Linked DNA regions of Mus musculus: region 2 is linked to region 1. Evidence: chromatin contacts called from public HiChIP or PLAC-seq data. All regions are on one chromosome and are shown on one strand. Each heading gives the region's core, a stretch centred on a gene start, on an enhancer-like site or on the middle of the called end of the contact. The rest is flanking DNA. Distances are from core to core; before and after follow the strand shown. Region 1 holds the start of Snu13 (SNU13 homolog, small nuclear ribonucleoprotein (U4/U6.U5)). Region 2 overlaps Srebf2 (sterol regulatory element binding factor 2).

The links. HiChIP or PLAC-seq counts read pairs in DNA pulled down with a chosen protein or histone mark.
Region 2: an H3K4me3 HiChIP or PLAC-seq map of embryonic stem cells shows a contact between it and region 1, with 29 read pairs. The contact joins the enhancer-like site here to the promoter of Snu13 in region 1. A contact is called at or near these places in 8 of 39 promoter capture datasets (the C10 cell line, the HPC-7 cell line, cranial neural crest and 5 more), 4 of 484 Hi-C or Micro-C datasets (B cells, granulocyte-monocyte progenitors, myeloid progenitors and 1 more), 13 of 115 datasets of contacts at active chromatin or transcription factors (the 230-238 cell line, the SCID.adh cell line, bone marrow-derived macrophages and 6 more) and 5 of 9 other capture datasets (adipose tissue, embryonic stem cells, liver and 2 more).

The regions. Positions count from the first base shown.
Region 1 is chr15:82,044,069-82,049,185 of GRCm38.p6, forward strand. It overlaps Snu13 (SNU13 homolog, small nuclear ribonucleoprotein (U4/U6.U5)), which reads right to left and starts at 3,530. Exons shown (of 3, transcript NM_011482.4): 1 at 3,419-3,530. The coding sequence starts at 3,421.
Region 2 is chr15:82,186,378-82,191,974 of GRCm38.p6, forward strand. All of the region lies in intron 11 of Srebf2 (sterol regulatory element binding factor 2), which reads left to right. Among named protein-coding and RNA genes, the nearest start is that of Mir33, 8.9 kb to the right of the region's middle. Within about 2 kb of position 1,689, at least 43 of the 459 cell types and tissues checked have an H3K27ac peak or open chromatin away from gene starts, as enhancers often do. A contact at or near this core is called in the HPC-7 cell line, embryonic stem cells, memory CD8 T cells and 1 more, where this site is marked.

The sequences.
Region 1 (5,117 bases), core at 2,280-4,779:
TACAAAATATCAACAACTGAGATAATGAACAGTTTGGTCACACACATAACCCTGCTACAGTCAGGAATAAATGAGACCCAATTTCAAATTACTCCCTAGACAGTTGGTGGTGATATACAACTTTAATCCTGGCAGATCTCCTTTGAGTTCAAGGTCAGCATGGGGTCTACAGAGTCAATTCCAGAAAAGTCAAGACTACACAAAGAACACAGTGTCAAGCAAACAAACATCCAAATCACCACACCCTAGCAATGCAACAAAGAAACCAACTAAGTACAGACAGAATGTGAGTATTAACATATGCCAAACTCTCTCCAATGCCCTCTTCTGGTCTCCAAGGGCACAGCAATCATGTATGATTGCTACCTATGTAACAAGGATTCCTACCATCTAGTTTTATTCTAGAAAACTAATAATCAACAAGCTCATGGAGACAACCATATCCACCACCAAACTCACCAGCTCAAGATTCCTTACCACAACGAACCAGTTCAGAGTGTCACACTCAAACTTATAATTATTTAAGATATCCTCTAATTTTATTTTTTTAAGCGCACGCGCGCACGCGTGTATATGTGTGTGTGTGTGTGAATGACAGCAGGGCAGTTGTGCATGCCCAACTTGTGTAATCCAAGCACTCAGGAGGCAGAGGCAGGTAGGGTTCTGAGTTTGAGGCCACTCTTACAGGCTAAGTTCCAGACCAGTAAGACCAACAAGACTGTTTCAAAACAAAAATCTAAAAAGCAAACAAAGGGTGTGTATGTTTTGACTCAGTGAGATTAGATTGTAAGAAAAGTTTCCCTATTATTATTAGCTACTGAATTTAACATTTGTTTCAAAAAATGAATGAAATAATGGCGTGCAACTGCACAGACAAACACTGGTGGGGTGGGATGGTACACCAGTGTACACCAGTGTAGTCCTAGCACTGGGGAGGAGGATCTATGCAAGTGTGAGGCCAGGCAGGAACACAATGAACCTGTCTCAAAATACGGTAAAAGAAAACTACTGGGGCTGGTGAGATGGCTCAGTGGGTAAGAGCACCCGACTGCTCTTCAGAAGGTCAGGAGTTCAAATCCCAGCAACCACATGGTGGCTCACAACCATCCGTAAAGAGATCTGACTCCCTCTTCTGGAGTGTCTGAGGACAGCTACAGTGTACTTACATATAATAAATAAATAAATAAATAAATAAATAAATAAAAAAGAAAACTACTGAATTATACTGGAAACAAAAGCCCTTTATGGCACCCAGAATGGAACATTTAAATTCTATTTTTATTTATGTATTAATGTACTGGGTTCAAATTTTCATGGTGTCTTCTAAGCCTTACTTATTCCATTTCTTTGGCTTTATCACTGGTTTTCACTATTTTCTCCCTCTACTGGTTTGAATTGACTTACTTCTCTATTCTTTTTTCCTCTACAGAAATTTGCTAGGTTGCCTGGGCTGGCTCTGAATTCCTGTGCTCGATCAAATAATTACTTTCAAGTAATCTGACCTGCAAATGCACGCCTAGCTTTACCTCTAAGGTCTCAAATGTTAAAAAGCAATTCAAGCTGGGCAGTGGTGACGAACGCCTTTAATCCCAGCACTCCGGAGGCAGAGGCAGGTGGATTTCTGAGTTTGAGGCCAGCCTGGTCTACAGAGTTCCAGGACAGCCAGGGCTACACAAAGAAATCCTGTCTGGGGGTGGGGAAGCAATTCAACAGACTACTGGATTAGTTTTGTAAATTTTTTTCTGGGATGTCAGAAATTGAATTCAAGGCCTTGATCATGCTAAACAAGCAATGACCTTTTGGAGACAAGGCTGGCTAAAAAGCCCAGGCTAGCAAACTTAAATCCCTAGGCTTAATCAATTTGGTCCCCGCATCTACCTGACAGTGAAACATACAAGATTTTTGATTTGACAAATAGTGCCTAAAAATGACTCTGTCAACAAGGGCATGTTTAACCTAAAATTCCAACAGAGCTGAAAAGAAGCCAGTGATACTAGCAGCCTTAAGTTCTAGCTAAACACCTTATTAATGTTGTAAACTCATCAACTGTAGGATAGTTGTAATCGGTGGTACATCGAATTATGTAGTGTTTGATGTTACTGCTCTGTTACTAGTCTATATTTCCTGGTTTTGTGTATTAGAGAAACGTTACTGCAAGCAGTACATCTGCTATGGCAGCAGCCTCCTGGTCTAATCAGGAGGATCCAAGAATGATGACTGACCAGCCTTGGTGTAGTGGCACACACCTGTAAGCCCAGCATTCTGGAGGCCGGCCAAGGCAGGGAGATCTCATGTCCAAAGCCAGAACTCGCCCGTCCTTAAGCGATGCATGTTTGTACTCCGCCTGCTACAAGCGACCCGTTGTCCCCACTTCCCAGCCTAGACAAACTGCTGCAGAGTTCACCAAGAGCACCGCACTTCAAAACTCTTCCCTGGTTCAACACTGGCTCAGCCACTCTCTCTCTCTCAAACTCTAGACTCGGTCAGTAGTTGCTAAACCTCAGGGGTGGGAGCACGAAAACAAAGCCGACCACCCAAGGGCTGGATGAAATCGCACCAGGCCTGAAAGGGCTCAGCCAAACGGAGCCCTGTACACCATCACAAAGTGGAGACGCTCAAACGCTATCATCCCACGTGGGGCTACCAGGACCACGGATTTCTGAAGGCGTCGGTCGCTCTCATGGTGGGAGCCTTTCCTGAGCTTCCTTCACATTCCATGTGACCCCAAATTTAAAAAAGGAGGCGAGGGTGGGGTGGTGGTGGTTACCTAGTCCGGAGGGCGCGATGGTACGCGCCTTTAATCCCAGCACTGGTGAGGCAGATCTCTTGAGAGCTCAAGGCCAGCTTAGTTTACAGAGTTCCAAGGCCAACCAGGGCTCCATGAGCCCCTAAAAACAAACTAAACCAAAAAGCGCCCCCGAATTCCCTAAGTCTTAGTTCCCGACAGACCCTGGCTGCGGACCCCACGGCGATCCCCTTCCTCAACCCCGGGAGTGGAGAAGACGTGGGTAGTGAGTGCCTCGCATCCCGGGATTTCACCTCATCCCCCAGTGTTTAAAAAGAAAAGAGAAAGAAAACGAGAAGGAGAACAGACGGGCTTCCACACGCGTTCACCATCCCACGTGGGGCGCTCATTTTCCCACGCTGCGCCATGCCTGTCCCCTCGCCGCGGCCTCTGGGCACGCCCACGGCTGCAAAGCCCACCGGGCCGCAGCGACCTGGGACCTCAGCTGCCCGGGATCTCCACTCCGCCGCCCCAGGAACGACCTCGCGGGCCGCCGGAGTTCCAGCCCCGGGCCTGGAGGTCGGCCATCTCGGGGCGGGCGACATGTCGCACGCGCTCCACCTCCCCCAAGACGCAGCGAACAGGGCCCGCGGCCCGCGCTCCCCGTGCTTGCGGCCCGCCGCGCTCACTCACCATGGCTGCGGTGCGCCGGTCTCGCCGCGACTCGACGACAGCCCAACTCAAGAGGGACTGAAACGCCGCGCAGGAAAAAGGAGCGGAAATCACTTCAGAAGCGGCAGGAAGCGGAAGTGACGCCACAGAGCGCGCGCAATGACGGCGTCCCGCCCCCTTCCCGGAAGAAGAGAGTGCTGAAGTCATCTTTGGATGTGGGAGATGCGTTTTTTCAGATTTTATTAGCGTTCTAGTTAGGATCGGCAAAAGATTGTGAATAAACCACTCGGGAAGTGGCACACTAGTACAACGGGTTGTGAGGGTTGCCATTTCATAACCAGGCTTTTTTTTTTTTTTCGAGACAGGGTTTCTCTGTGCAGCCCTGGCTGTCCTGGAACTCGCTTTGTAGACCAGGCTGCCCTCGAACTCAGAAATCCACCTGCCTCTGCCTCCCAAGTGCAGGGATTAAAGGCATGCGCCACCACGCCAGGCTTTTTTTTTTTTTTTTTTTTTTTTTTTTTTTCTGAGTACATAGTGTACCCTTTTCAAAACCATCCTCTCAGGCGGAGGTTGATTTCTACAATTAGCTGGAATAATGCAGTGGTTGTGAGTCTCTTGGGGAGTGTGTGTCAAAAGACCCTTTCCCAGGGGCCGCCGAAGACCATCGGAAGACACGATTCATAACAGTAGCAAGATTACAGTTATGAAGTAGCAACGAAAGTAATTTTATGGTTGGGGGTCACCACAACATGAACTGTATTAAAGAGCTGCAGCAATGGGTAGGTCAAGAGCCATTGGACTAGGGGGCTAGTTAGTGAATGACAGGGAGGTTGTGTTTGGAGTAATTATGTAGGACACCTGCTTCCTTCTTCTGAGCATCTTGCCCCTTTCTTAGTGATGCACCAAAACTTCGTTATGAAAGGATAAACTCAAGTCTAGCGCTCCCTCCCATGAGCTCTTCCGTGATCCTCGTGGCTTCTCAGTCTTTTCCAACATGATGCCAAACACATCTTGGGGCTATTTGGATCTAGCCCAGACCCCACCATTAGAGCCAATTTCAGCTCATTGTGTCACAACTGTAGAGCTGAGAACTGGGAGGACCTTTAAGAGCCTTACAAAATAGTTCCTCATTTTTACAGATGAGAACAAAGTGTAAAGAAGGGAAGCCTGCCCACTGTCAGGAATCAAACAGTGGCAAAGCTAAAACCGGACCTTGAGATTTTTAGCATTGGGGGTCAGGCAACCACATGGATTCAAACTGCCAACAGGAGGGAACATTTCTAGAGACTGGCGAGATGCCTCCCTGGTTCAGCACACTGGCTGCTCTTCTATAGGATATGGGTTCAATTCCCAACACCCACATGGCAACTGACAACACTTGTGACTCCAGTTACAGAAAGATTCAACTGCCTCTTCTAGCATCCATGGGCACTGTGATGCACAGACTTGCATGCAGGCAAACAATCACACATAAGAGACACTTTTTAAGAATATTGATCAGGGCAATGGTGGCGCATGCCTTTGATCCCAGCACTTGGGTGGCAGAGGCAGGCAGATCTCTGTGAGTTCAAGGCCAGCCTGGTCTACAGAGTAAGTTCCAGGACAGCCAGGGCTACACAGAGAAACCCTGTTTCCAAAATGTAGTGGGGTGTCAACACAAATTCACGGAAGAACATGAAAGAGCCCAGTTTCAAAAGGGAGTGAGTGGGATAAAAGAATT
Region 2 (5,597 bases), core at 439-2,938, 140 kb after region 1:
GGAATATTTTATCTCTGCCTGTCACCACTTGGTAATGGAGGTGATACTCTGAGAACAGACGGAGAACATGTGTGTGGTAACGCTGATCTTTTGCCACAAGTGTATCATGGTAGTCTACGTGACAGGGCGTAAGGAAACTAACTCTCCCCTCCGCTTTTATAAATAAATGAGACATGCATCGGTTGACTTATCCAGCATATTTTATTTTACTCCTGTTCTGGACCAGGCACTCCGGAGCAGATAGTAGAGAAAAATGTGTTAACTGGCAGGACACCCAGGCGGGTTCAGGCTTGCAGAAAGACATGTGGGTAAGCTCAAAGACAGGACCATTGTGTCACCCCAAAGCCCCACTTAGCTTCATTAGGCGCCATCATTGCTGAGATGCAGCTGCCTTACAGAAGAGCTCTCAGCCTGACTTCAGCACACGGGCTGAGGTTCAGGGAGATGGCTCCACTGAGGTGGCTCTAAAAGCTGGTGACTGGGGCACACCTTGTTGAATTTGGGAGGTTGCAGCAGGAAGATCCCTTGTGCCTAGAAGTAAGTCCAAAGCTAATCTGGGCAACATGGCAGACCTTATCACAAAGCAGGAAGGAAAGAAAATCACCCTTGCCTGCAGCTCCCCCCGAAGGCGTTGTGTGCCTCATCTATACTCAGCAGTTTCATATGTAGTTCCCTGGCAGTCCTCCAGCACATAGGACAGATGCCTCATCCACTCCAGGTGGCTGCTTAGACCTTAAACCTTGGTTTTCCCTTCAGTTTTTTAACCTAGCGAGAGATCTTGGGCATCTTGTTTTGCAGAGGTGGCTGGCACTCACGTGAGGCTGTTAGGAGCACTTCCTGTATTTGCTACAAACCACTGCAGAAAGGAAATGTTTTTAATTGTCACCCACCGCTGTGAACACACCCTCATTCTAAGTGTCTAGTGATGGCTCTGCTGGGGCAAAGGGGTAAACACCTGAGACTTTAGCAGGGTTGCCCAGTGTGCACTGCCAGTAAGGTGGCAAACAGTGGCGGGCATCTGTTGTGCCTGCCCCTTTCTGTCCACTCCCTTTTGGAGCAGCTGGGTTAAGAGTTGCAGACAAGGGGCTGGAGAGATGGCTCAGCAGTTACGAACCCTGTCTGCTCTCCCAGAGATCCTGAGTTCAATTCCCAGCACCCACATGGTGACTCACAACCATCTGTAATGGGGCCTGACGCCCTCTTCTGGCCTGTGGATGTATATGCAGCAGAGCACTCATACATTTAAATAAAAATTGAAAAAGAAAAAAAAGAGTTGCAGACAGGCCAGGGAGGCAGGTGGGTCTCTGAATTCAAGGCCAGCCTGATCTATAGAGCGAGCTTCAGGATAGCCAGTACTACACAGAGAAACCTTGGGGGGAGGGGGGCGTGTGGGGGGAAAGGAAAGGAAAAAAAAAAGAGGCAAAGAGCTGGCGTTTTGGTTCTGTTTGTTTAGTTGTTAGTGGTTCCAGTAACCTACGAAGTATTTATGTCTTAATTAGTTTAGTAGCTTGTGGAGCGATCAGACATGCAGTTTGAAAGAGGAGACAATGCTTTTATTTTTTTAGGCCTTTGAGGCAGATTTTTAAGATTTACTTTTGTTTGTGTGTCTGGGTGCTCTGTCGGCATAGATGCTGCACCACATACAAGCCTGTGAGCCTCCTTTTGCATCCTCTGAAAGAGCATCACCCAGTGCTTTTGACTGCTGAGTCATCTCCAGCCCTTGGCCTTAGCTTTTTGGTTTGGTCTGGTTTGGTTTGATCTGGTTTGGTCTGGTTTTCACACAGCATCTCTCTAGCTAGCCTTGATGGTCCTTGAATTCACTACCTACATCAGGCTCACCTCAAACTCACAGAGACCCACCCACCTGCCTCTGCTTCCCAAGTGCTGGGATTAAAGGGGTGGGCCACCACACTCACCTTGCCTCCACCTCTTAAGTGTAGCTGTCATAGACATGTACCACCATGGCTTAGACTCAAACTGGACACAGCACCCCATTCCCTGTTTCACGCTGGTTTCCACATGCTAATTGCTTTTTAGAACAAGACAAAACAGTCAAAAAAAATAGCTTCCTAAAACTTATTAGCTTTACACAAAATACAATGTTATTTAAAGGAAGGTAATGTAGTCTGGCTTTTGCATCTCGAAGCACCTCGGTCTGTTGTGTTTCATCTGTCTACATGATGTCCGGTATCCATGCTTAGAGCAGGAATTGCAGGTACCACTTGGCTCCCGTGAGCGTTCCCTGTGCCACTTAGGGTTCGTGGCACACAGTCGCCAGCTGTAACGGAGGGCTGGAGCCAGTCCAGGCACACTGGGCAGCTCTCGAGAGCTAAGCAGTCCTGGGCAGCTGCCTCGCCTCTCATGCCAGGCAGTTAGCAGATGAGCTACAGGAGAGGCTCCTGTAGCTCAGAGAGGTCTGGTGTCTCCAAAATTTAGAGGGAAAGTATTTTTTTCTTTAAACTGGGAGTATTATAATTGGAGTATAAAGCCAAGAAAATTAAAAGAGCAATAAAAATTATTCTCAGTTTCCTATACAGAAGCCTTTATAGTTGTGCTGCCTGTCTTGGATTTATGTTTCTTATTAGTTCAAACCATTAAGGGGAGACTTCATGTCAGCTAATGCTTCTTAAAGTTTAGACTCCAGGGACTCTTGACACCCTCTTCTGGGCTCTGTGGGTACTGCATTCATGGTGCACAAACACACAGAATGTTTTAATTTAATGTCAGACCAGGCATGGAGGCCATGCTTTTAATCCCAGGATTCAGGAGGCAGGAGCAGTTGGATCTCTGAGTTCAAGGACAGCTAGAGCTACAAAATGAGATGCTGTCTCCAAGGGGTTTTTTGTTGTTGCTCTTGTTGTTGTTGTTCTTAATGTCTAGACCATGATTTCAATGTTTGAAATAAAAGAGCTCAGGTTAAAAATATATTTTAACCTAATAATTTCCTAAATGGCTTCAGTGGGTTCTTGCCATAGGACCTGAAAGGCTTCCTTTGTACCTCTCTGTATCACCCTTGGATCCCTACAGAGGCCAGCACTCCTTATTTTTCCTTGGAACAGTCACCATATTTCCTTGCTAACCAGGCCTATGACCTGGAGAGGGTTGGACTCAATTATTAGAAGATTCTGGGTACACGAAGCCCTGGAATTACACATGTATACACACACACACACACACACACACACACACACACACACAGCCTGTGTTGTCCCACCGCCGAGGAGCTCGGTGAGCACTTTGAAGGTCATAGCAGGTCACAGGTTCTTAGGTATTGGGTATCACAGTACCCTGTTCCCAAGGCTGGGTGGTAAATAGGAGACTGTCACTGTTTCTGTGAATCTAAGTGAAATGCTGTCCTGGTCCTATAGGCTGCCATGACACTGCCAGTGAGTGTGTCTATAGGCCAGTCAGCTTTCTCCCGTCAGGCGGCTGTCCCCGTGGTCCCCTTCAGAGCCTCCCCAGCGCATCCTCGAGTGGCTGTGCTATTTCTGACTCTGGCATTCAAGTTTTCTGAAACTGTTACATTAGCTGATTGCTGCTTAAAGTCTATTAAAGGTCAGAACCATCAGCCTCCCAGACCCCGAGATAGATGCCCTCATTAGAGGCAGTGCCTACGCTGGAGAAGGAAGTTCCCAGACCAGCAGCCCCTGTGGCGGACTCCTGGGGCTCCAGCTATGTGTCTTCCTTCCCGTCCACCTCTGCTCGGCCCCCTGTTCCGATTGAGTAGGTTTATAGATCAGAAATCGTGAGCTATAGAGTGGAGATATTATCACTCAAAAAAGACGGAATTGGGGCCAGGGTTGGGGAGAAAAGAATTTCTAATAACCAACAGACAGCGATGTTCTTGCGTTTGTCTTACACTGGGGCCCCAGAAACAGTGTTGTCCTGGCTATGCACTGGTGGTTTCATTTCCAGACACTTTTAACATCCCTTTGGTTTGGTTTGGTTTGGTTTGGTTTGGTTTGGTTTGGTTTTGAGACAAGGTTTGAGACAACTATGTAGCTGAGCCTGTCTTGGAACCCACTCTGTAGACCAAGCTGATCTGGTAGGGATCCACCTGCCCTGCCTCCTGAGTACTGGGATTAAAGAAAGGTATATGCCCAGTATATACTGGTATATATACTGGTATATATTAAAGAAAGGTATATACCCAGTGTCCTTTTTTAGAGAACTAGAGAGATCTCTCGACAGACGTTGGTAGAGTAATGAAGGGATGAAGAGGGGTGTGTGTGTGTGTGTGTGTGTGTGTGTGTGTGCGTGCGTGTGTGTTTTCAGCTATAAAGGAAAACAAAATTATGAAATTTGAAAAAATAGTGGATGGATCTGGAAATTAAAGTCAAGCAGCCTCAGAAAGATGAATCCTACTTTCGTTCACATCCTGGTTGTGTGTGGGAGGGGGCAGAGGGCAAGTCGTGGAGGTGGAAGGACAGGGCTTGTGCACACTAGAGCACGTGACTTGAAAACAAAAAGGGGGACATGCCCTTAATCTCACCACTCTGGAGGCCTATAGAGCAAGTTCTAGGCCATCCAAGGGTACAGAGAGAAATCGTGGGGGGAGGGGGGCACTGGGAGTGAACAGGTATAGGGTGGGGGAGGGAGGAGAAATGGAGGAGAATCAACACAAACAGATTTTGTTTGGAAATGCTACGATGAAACCTAATCCTTTTCACGTGAATTTAAAAAGAGGCTGGAGAGCGAGCTGCTGTAAGAGTAGTTGCTGTTCTTGGAGGACCGAATCTGGTCCCCAGCTCCCAAACCCAGTGGCTCACACCACCTGTAACTCCCGGTGACGCTGCTAGCATTCCTCCCAGGCTCCACCCCGCAGGTAGGCCTGGCTTGCTCTGAAAGGGACTGACTAGTCTCTCTGAGCCCTCTCTCCCTCTCTCCCTCTCTCCCCTCCCTTCCTTCTCTTTCTCTGTCCTTCTGTGCCCCCTCTCTTTCTTTGCCTCTACTTCCTTCCCATCCCCATTCCCTGTCCCCAAACAAACTCTGTTTTATACTAGACCTGTGTGGAGTGGCTCTCCTCACGGGGAGATGCCTCAGCACGGGCCCGCCACCACCCCGTACCGCGCTCTACAAAGCACATCCTTGGCTTCACAGAACACATCAACCTCTTCTGGTCTTAAGGGTACACATGCGGTGCACATATACGAAAAAAATGCTTATATTAATTACCATTTAAGTTTGTGCAGGGGAAAAGAAGTCCCTTTGTGATCTTTCTTCCAGGTTGGGGCTCATGCAAGGAAGGCCTGAGACTTTCTGTTGAAGTTTTCTGTCAGGGTCCCACATACACACAAACATGCCATGGTCTCTTACATACCGCCCAGTGTGGTACCGCCTAGTGTGGTGCCGAACGCTGGCTCTGGGTGTGCATTTCTCTGTAAACTCTTTGTAAGAGAGCTGAAAAAAGTAATCAAAAAACAATTTGCCTAAATAATACTCTAAAAGATAGACAGTTTTAATGACCCGAGAAATCCTAGGATTGAGGGGGCTACTTGGCTAGGCACTCACAGTGTCACAGATAAAGTTGGGGACTTCTGAGGCCCCTTCCTAAATAAATAACTGGAAGCCAGAGGTGAAAGAGAAGCATGTCCCAG